2 separate regions of the Triticum aestivum genome follow, and region 1 is linked to region 2. Evidence: chromatin contacts called from public HiCAR-type data. All regions are on one chromosome and are shown on one strand. The core of a region is the stretch at or near the end of the contact, and the rest is flanking DNA. Distances in the headings are between cores, read along the strand shown.

The links. HiCAR-type assays count read pairs that join an accessible place to other places.
Region 1: a contact with region 2 is called in a HiCAR-type map of leaf, with 5 times the contacts expected there. The contact joins the promoter of LOC123114218 here to the promoter of LOC123115280 in region 2. A contact is called at or near these places in 1 of 5 Hi-C or Micro-C datasets (leaf) and 1 of 1 datasets of contacts at active chromatin or transcription factors (leaf).

The regions. Positions count from the first base shown.
Region 1 is chr5B:685,775,426-685,779,092 of IWGSC CS RefSeq v2.1, forward strand. It overlaps LOC123114218 (ATP-dependent zinc metalloprotease FTSH 4, mitochondrial), which reads left to right and starts at 2,107. Exons shown (of 7, transcript XM_044535603.1): 1 at 2,107-2,310; 2 at 3,390-3,504. The coding sequence starts at 2,269. It overlaps TRNAV-AAC (transfer RNA valine (anticodon AAC)), which reads right to left and starts at 1,705; the gene lies at 1,632-1,705.
Region 2 is chr5B:685,701,488-685,705,490 of IWGSC CS RefSeq v2.1, forward strand. It overlaps LOC123115280, which reads left to right and starts at 1,689. Exons shown (of 3, transcript XM_044536477.1): 1 at 1,689-1,784; 2 at 1,870-2,070; 3 at 2,191-2,817. The coding sequence starts at 1,689. The coding sequence ends at 2,817. LOC123114215 (BTB/POZ domain-containing protein At2g13690) reads right to left here and starts at 317. Exons shown (of 2, transcript XM_044535599.1): 1 at 1-317.

The DNA.
Region 1 (3,667 bases), core at 857-3,356, 74 kb after region 2:
TTACACGGGGCACCAAATTAGGGGTACCAGCACTGGCTATTGGCGGACAACAGAGTGGGGAGAGCTAGCGGCGGACATTGGCAACAGAAAGGGATGTGCTGCCGATGAGAGAATGGGGTGGCAAGATTGGAGATGGCAGCAACTAACGGATGGGCGCGCCAGCGCGGATGGGTATTTGAGGGGTGGGGGGCAGGGATTGGTTGCGGGTTGGGGATTTCGACGTTGGTGGGGATTTTGCCATTTTACAAATAACATCACATGAAAATTTGGTCGAATCGGTGTTGCACACATGGACTTCGTGGATTGGTCAAACTGGTCTCATCTTGACCGGCTTGGAGGCGAGCGTGAAAGTTTAGTGGATGGCCCTCGTCAATTATTGACTACGGGTAGGCCTTTTTGAGGCCTCTAATTTGACGCTCTTTGCGTTAAAAATAGGAGGGTTGTCGCACGAGACCGTCTTGGGTGGGCCGACTCATTGCACGAACCGTGGAGTGGGACTGTAGTGAACAGTTGTATCGTCACTACTGTAGCGTTTTACTATAAAGAATTGGAACAATTTAAAAAACGCAAACATATTTTTGAGACACATTCATTTTTTTGGAACGGCAAGCAATTTTTTAAAAACCAGATTCTTTTTTTAAATTTCAGATTTTTTTTTTTGAAATTCTAAACTTTTTTAAAGTTGTGAGCCATTTTTGAAAACACGAATGTCTTTTAGAAATTCAATTGTAATTTCTGAACATTATTTGAAAAAACGCAAATATTTTTTGTAAACGTGACTTTTTAAAATTTCCTGAACCTTTTGAAATCTCTACAATTTTTTGTAAAACGCCAGATATTTTTAAAAATCCAAATCAATAAAGAAAGAAAGAAAACAAGAACTGAAAAGACGAGGCCCAGAGTACTGGAGTACATTGCAGCCTGGACGCAGGCGGTGGACGCGTCCCAAAATGCATGGCCCGCAAGCTCAGCGTCCACACCAGCACGGCGTGGGCGCATCCGAAAGCGTGGGCATGTGCATCCGAGACAGCTCTTGCGAATTGCGATATTCACGGCGGCGTTGGAAAGCGGCATCCTCATCGGATGCTCTTCGCGCTGAACATGTCTGTCTAGAAAGCGATTTGGAACTGCGTTCGAGGTGAGGTGGCCAGGGCGAAAATCATCGTCGACGCTCGAGACAGACGCCGAGCTGTCAAGGAATGCGCTGACGAGCCGGGAACGTGGCCTTTCACGCCAAAGTTCTTGCTACCGACTGCCGAGCTACTTGTTTCGCTGGCTCCGGTGCTCTTTCTTGTAAACGTGCCCGTAAAATATAGCTTTTTTTTTGCGTGGGCCGTAAAATATAGCTTATGCCATGGTGTAGCAGCAAGTTAATTTGTGTCTGCTGTACTTGCTAGCGTTGTTTTTTTTGTTTTTTGGACGGGAGTAGTGGCTAGCGATTTAGCTGCACCGAATCATTTAAGAAAAAAGCTGCACCGAATTAATGAACAATAAGATCCACACCTACAGGTGGAGTCATTTTGAAAGGGAAAAAAGTTAGCAGAAGAGCGGAGTCGAAGCATACCTACGTATACGAGCCATGGACGAACTAGAACTAGTAAACGGGAAAATTAAATTGCAAAAAAAAAAGATGGCTTCGCCCGGGTTCGAACCGGAGACCTTCAGTGTGTTAGACTGACGTGATAACCAACTACACCACGAAACCTTTGCTGATGCGAACGAGAGGTAGCGTCTGAAATAGTACCGTTGTACTAAGGAGGGTCGCCACAGATCGTCTGCCTGAGAGCGCTAATCGAGTTTCTTTCTTGAAGACAAATCGAACCCTCTCCCAAGCATGCATAGACCGATAGACGGACGGACGTGTATATACTATCTACTTGGTTCACAAGACAACGTATGGCCAAAGTCTAAATTAATTCACACCAAGGCTTACCACGCACGCACCGTCAACCTAGCTAGGTCCAAATTTACCGTGCACTCGCTAGCTAGCTCGAGCTAGCCTACCTTGCCGTCCAAGCATGCAGCACTATTAACTTGCCCATGCAATTGCCATGTATATATACGCAAACACGTAGTCAATGGCCCTCGTCTCTAGTCTTGCATGGTCTACGCTAGAGAAACATATATATAATGGTAAACAAGGAGTAGCATGCATACACGACGAAGCTGCTTCGATCGTGTTCCACCTCTACTACCGTTCCTTCATTTGAACAACGGTGAAAAGAACATGGGTCCGAGCCAACGACGTTAACGCGCGCATCGTCCTCCATGGCAATGGCATGGCGCGCCGCCTTCTCCGCTGCTTGCAAGGTTTGTGTCTCCCCCTTCTTTTCCTTTTTCTTGTCTTTGTGTTCTTAGCAATGTACGTTTTTTTCGCATTTTTCTTCCCTCAACAGCAGCAACCCGTATCTTTTCTTGTACCTCCATGTTTGAAAAGAAGGCACACAAATTTTGTACCGTCCATGGCACGCAAAGTTTGATCAACTTTTATATAGGGAAAACAACCAAATACAGCAACTACCATGATGATCACTGTAAAAAAATATAATACACAGAATTGTAATCATAATCAGCAAAAATAACAATTGATTTGATTTTTTAGCCAAACAGTTGATTTTGTTTGATCGTTGTGGGCTACTGTGCTCGATCTGCCTTCTTTCTCCACGAATTCTTTTGTCTTGGGTCATGGCCCGCTTGGACGGCCCGAAGCCCGTGTAAGGAAAGCTAATGCGCTCCGGGCCGGTCTGGAAAATAATTTGTTTCAAGGAAAAAATAAGTTGGCGACATCCACGACTCGCGCCGACGGCGGGTGCGGCACCGCCGGTCGTCGGCGCGGCGCCCGTTCCCACCCCCGAACCCGTTCCGCACCACCGCGTCGGGTGCTTCTTCGGAGCCCTCGCCGTAGGTTTAAAGTCGCAGTTCTCGCCCCGCTTCCCGTCGTCGTCAGCCGACGGGCGCTTCCACGACGGCGGGATGCTCCTCCGGCCCCAGCCTCTGGCGGAAGGCGCCTCGGGCGGGGAGGAGGAAGAGCGCGCGCGAGGGTAAGTAGGTTCATGTGCGCTTGCATGAAAATTTCAGGGATCCAGTCTCCGCCCCTGTCGTATTTTGGTCCGGCGGATCTAGTTTGGTAGACGGACGAGTTGGCATGAATCCTTTACTGTGGAGAGACAAAATTGCGCCATTGTAGAGGATGCATTGCGATCGTTGGCTAGAGTTCGTCGAGGTTGTCAGGAATTCTTGTATGCATGACGCTGATTCTGCAACTGCAAGAGGCAGTGTCTGCATTCCAGAAACACGCTGAAAGATCGATGCTGCTTTACTGGTTGCCAATTTTCTTTATCCCCTTTTGCTCAACTTAATCTTTGCCTGCCTATGTGTGTGTGTCACAGGCCGCAAGGCATCTTGCGAGGCATCGGTCGGCGAATGCGATTTGCAGCGAGATTGTGTCAGCGGCCTCCGTTCCTTCTCTGAGGACACCTGCTGCAAATACAACTACCAGCGCAGGTATATATATATGGCTGTTTCCACCGCATAAATTGCTGCTTTAGTCAGTATACCTATGTGGCAACTGGCAACTAAAAGAAGCCCCACTTAATTGTGCCCAATATTACTACAATAGACAGATGGTTTGTTTTTCTTCTTCTGTATAAACTTGGGATCTTATTAC
Region 2 (4,003 bases), core at 439-2,938:
CGGGCTGGGCTGGAGTGGGGCCGGCGTGCAAGAAGAGATGGAGTGAGGTGGCGCCTCGGACGGGATGATGATGGGATGGAATGAAGCCGCACCTACTCCGGCGGTGCGGTGGATGGCCGTGTGGCCCGTCTCGATCGGGAGCGGAGCAGCGACGTGCGGCGCTCGGTCGGCAGATCTATACTTTGTGTGTGGGCGCGTGGCTGGCTGGCCTTGTGTTGTGTGGGCGGAAAACGGCGGTGTGCGCACTGCCGGAGCGGAGTGGAGTGGCACGGCAGTTTTCTGGTGGTGCGTCCGTACCACCGGTCTGTGCTTTGCTTTCCCGTGCCCCGCGGTTAGCAGAGAGATTTGCTTTTCTAATCTCTTACAATGGTGGCGCTGCCTCGTCGTCTGCGCCAGGTGGCATCTGGTCGTGGTGTCGTGCGAAGAGATTTGTTCTGAGGCAGAAGGCGCTGCAGCACCGGAGACGCGGGCAAGGAGGACCCTCCGCGCGCGTCTTCGCCGTGTGGTTCGCGCGGAGGAGCAGAATCGCCTTCCTGTTTGGCGGAGGGCAGAATCACAGGTCAGTTCATCTCGATTCCATTTTTTGTAGGCTTGTTAGATCTCCTGAGTTTTTAGGCGAAATCACCGAGTACCTTTGCCATTGTAAGAGATTAGGAAGAGATTATGCATAGGTTAACTGAGTTGAAACGGATTGAGCACTCGTTAGATTTGGTTTTGGGTGCTGGTGAGATAGGATTTGGGGTGCATTCAAGGCTTGGTGATGCTCAGTAGGATGTCGTGGCGTGTGGAGGGAGAGGCAGGGAAATATTCTCATGCACAGTTTGTTGGTCTACTGACTTGCGCAACAACTGCTCATATGATGCTCATATAGTTGCCTAGCACTTTTTTTTCATGCAACAAATGCCCCTATGCTGTAGGTTCCCGTTGTTGAAATGTTTGTGTGTCAGGTTTATGTGTTGTGGTTCGACGCTCGTGTTTATTTTTATAGATATGTCAGTTTGCTTAAGTTTTGTGATTGAGTTGTCAGGCTTTTTTGCTGGAGTTTTGTTAGTCAGTTGCCTGAATTGCCCTCAACTGTTGCCTAGTGTGTCTGGCTTGCTCAAATTTTGTTAGTTAGTTGCCCTGACATGCCCTCAACTGTTTTTTGCCTAGTGTCTTTGTGCAATGCCTGGCTTTTGCTCAAGCTTTCTTAGTCATTTGCCTGGAATGCCATCATGTGTTGCCTAGCAGCCACTATATGTTCTTACTGCATTTGTGTAATCTCAAGCTTGCTCAAGCTTTCTTAGTCACTTGCCTGAAATGCCATCATGTATTGCCTAGCAGCCACTATACGTTCTTACCGCATTTGTGTAATCTCAAGCTTGCTCGAGATTTCTTATTCATTTTCCTGAAATGCCATCATGTGTTGCCTGGTGATTGATGTGCAACAGTTGTTTCTTGCTCCCTGTAGTCATGTTTTACTTAGGTTTTTTGTATGTACTTTTGTATTAATGTTGTAACATAGTGAAAATCAGATAGTTTACAACCCATTTCAGGGTCCACTTTTTTGTAAATTGTTGTTTGCTTAGTTTAGCAAGAATTTTAGTCAAATGAATTTGTTGCATGATATACACTTTTTCCAGAACCATTTTTATGTCTTTTTATGATGATGCTAATTGTTTGTCCTTTATATATGCAGCAGAAAATAGATGGCTGGGACAAGTCATAAGTCAAAACAGGGTGGACCTGATGGATCAAGCCATGATGACCTTGCATATCATGGGAATAAAGAGCATCAAACACAGGTGTGCACATGCTATATGTTCTTTCTGTACATAATAGATTGTGTTTTCCATTTTTTTATTGATTTATGTGGTTTCTATCTTCCAGCCACGGAGCAGTGCACCAATAACTGGGGTCAAGCGTCACAGAAGTAAAGCAATTATTTCATGGGGGAAGCGTCCTGATGATATTATTAGTAACGAGAATAGTAACGAGAGCCAAGCTACAGATGCTGGGAATACAAATGTCAAAGGTGCAGATGTTGACCAACCTCCAAAACCAAAACGCCAGAAGACGGGAGGAACTGAGGTATTTGCGTAGTTGCCTCAGTTTCACTAAGCAGTTGCCCAGCAATGATGTCTAAGTTGCCTATGCTGTGATGAACATTTAATTCCTTTTGCTAATCCTTTTCTTCCCCATGTTTAATAGGGTCGTAGGAACAGGGCATCCCCTGCAAGGCTCTTCAAGTTGAACAAGGACTTGGTTCCTGACCAAAAGGGTGTCATCATTCGAAAAGAATTTGGTGGAATTCTGGACCTTGCAGCAAGTAGCATGCCCGGAGATCTTAGCCAGTGGATAATGAAGCATTATGACCCTGAGATTTCGCAGATAGTCATTCCAGAAAGGGGGAAGATTCATGTAGATGCCGCAAGTGTCCATAGGATATGGGGTTTGCCAAATAGGGGCAAGAAAGTGTGCTTCGACAATCGGCCTGAAATCACAAAGGCAATGTACAATATTTACAACATCACATCCAAGAACTCCCCAACTCTCACAGAATGGTGCAAGATGATCATAGACATGGGAGGATCTTATGATGATGACTTTCTCCGTGCTTGGCTAGCTCTTATTTTTTCGTGCTTCCTTGCCCCTTCAACTAGTTTAAGTATTTCCCCAAAAAGCTTCCCGGCGGTCATGGATGTCAATGGAATAACGGAAACCAATATATGCCAGTTTGTTGTTGATCAACTAAAGCTTGCGTTCACTTCAGAGCGTGGCAACAAGAAGGTCGTTCACGAAATAGGTTACGAAGATGATGACCTCTATTCTATGTAGAAAATGTAGATGGAGATAAACCTCACAAAAAAAGGCTATGAAAAAGATGATGTATATGAACATAAACCTGGTCAAAAAAAGTCTTGGAAGACGATAATGTACATGAATATAATGCAGATAAGGTTGAAAGCAAAGTGTGATGAAGATTGCACTTGCTCCTTGCGAGAATTCTTCAACAATAGTACAAAGGCATTCACAATCAAAAGGTATGTGCATGGGCACACTTGTAGCAACAAGTGGAAGATTAAGGGATTCACAAATCCTTACCATGCACAAAAAAAATTGGAGAGCTTTAGGGCAAACCAGCACATGGACCTCATGAACTTTTCAAGGATTGTTCGGAAAGAATGGCACATGACACCTGGAAAGATGAAATTATAGAGGGCAAGAAGGCTGTCCATGAAAATAATCCATGGTGACGAAGAAGGACAAACACAACCAGCTATGGAATTAGGCAAAGAGATAAGGAGGACCAACTTTAGATCAGCTTCTATGTATCGTACCACTTGATGGCGCAGCAAAGTATACAAAACTATATATGTGCCTTCATGCTTGCAGGAGAGGCTTTCTTCAGGGATGCAGGCCAGTGATCTTTCAAGGTGGTTGTCATACTAAGACTAGATATAGAGGACAATTGCTTGGAGTTGTAGGTGTTGACTCAAATGGGTGCATCTTTACTATAGCCTTTCATGTTGTTCAAGCGGAGGACACACCAATTTGGAACTGGTTTCTGGATACACTTAAAAGAGATCTTGGCATGGCATCACCAACACGGTACCTTGGACTATAATGTCAGACAAACAAAACATAGTTTCCTATTTTTAACCATGATCTTGCCTGATGTTTTCATTGTTGTACTATTATTTTTTGTTTGTGTTGCATGTAATGTGCACGGTCTCATTAATGTAGTTAGTGAAGTGTTTCCTGAGACCGAACAAATGTTCTGTGTCAGACATATGTGGAAAAACTTTCAACGGCATTTCAAAGGAGATATTCATAAGAATCAACCGTGAAATATAGCAAGGAGTAACACAGTGAAGAAGTATGAGCAAAGCATGGAAGAAATGAAGGCTATCAATGATGATTATGATGCACACAAAATGGCTACATGAATTGGACCCAAGAACTTGAGTAAGGGCATTTCAGAGTGATCTCCTAAATGTGACATACTATTGAACAACATTTG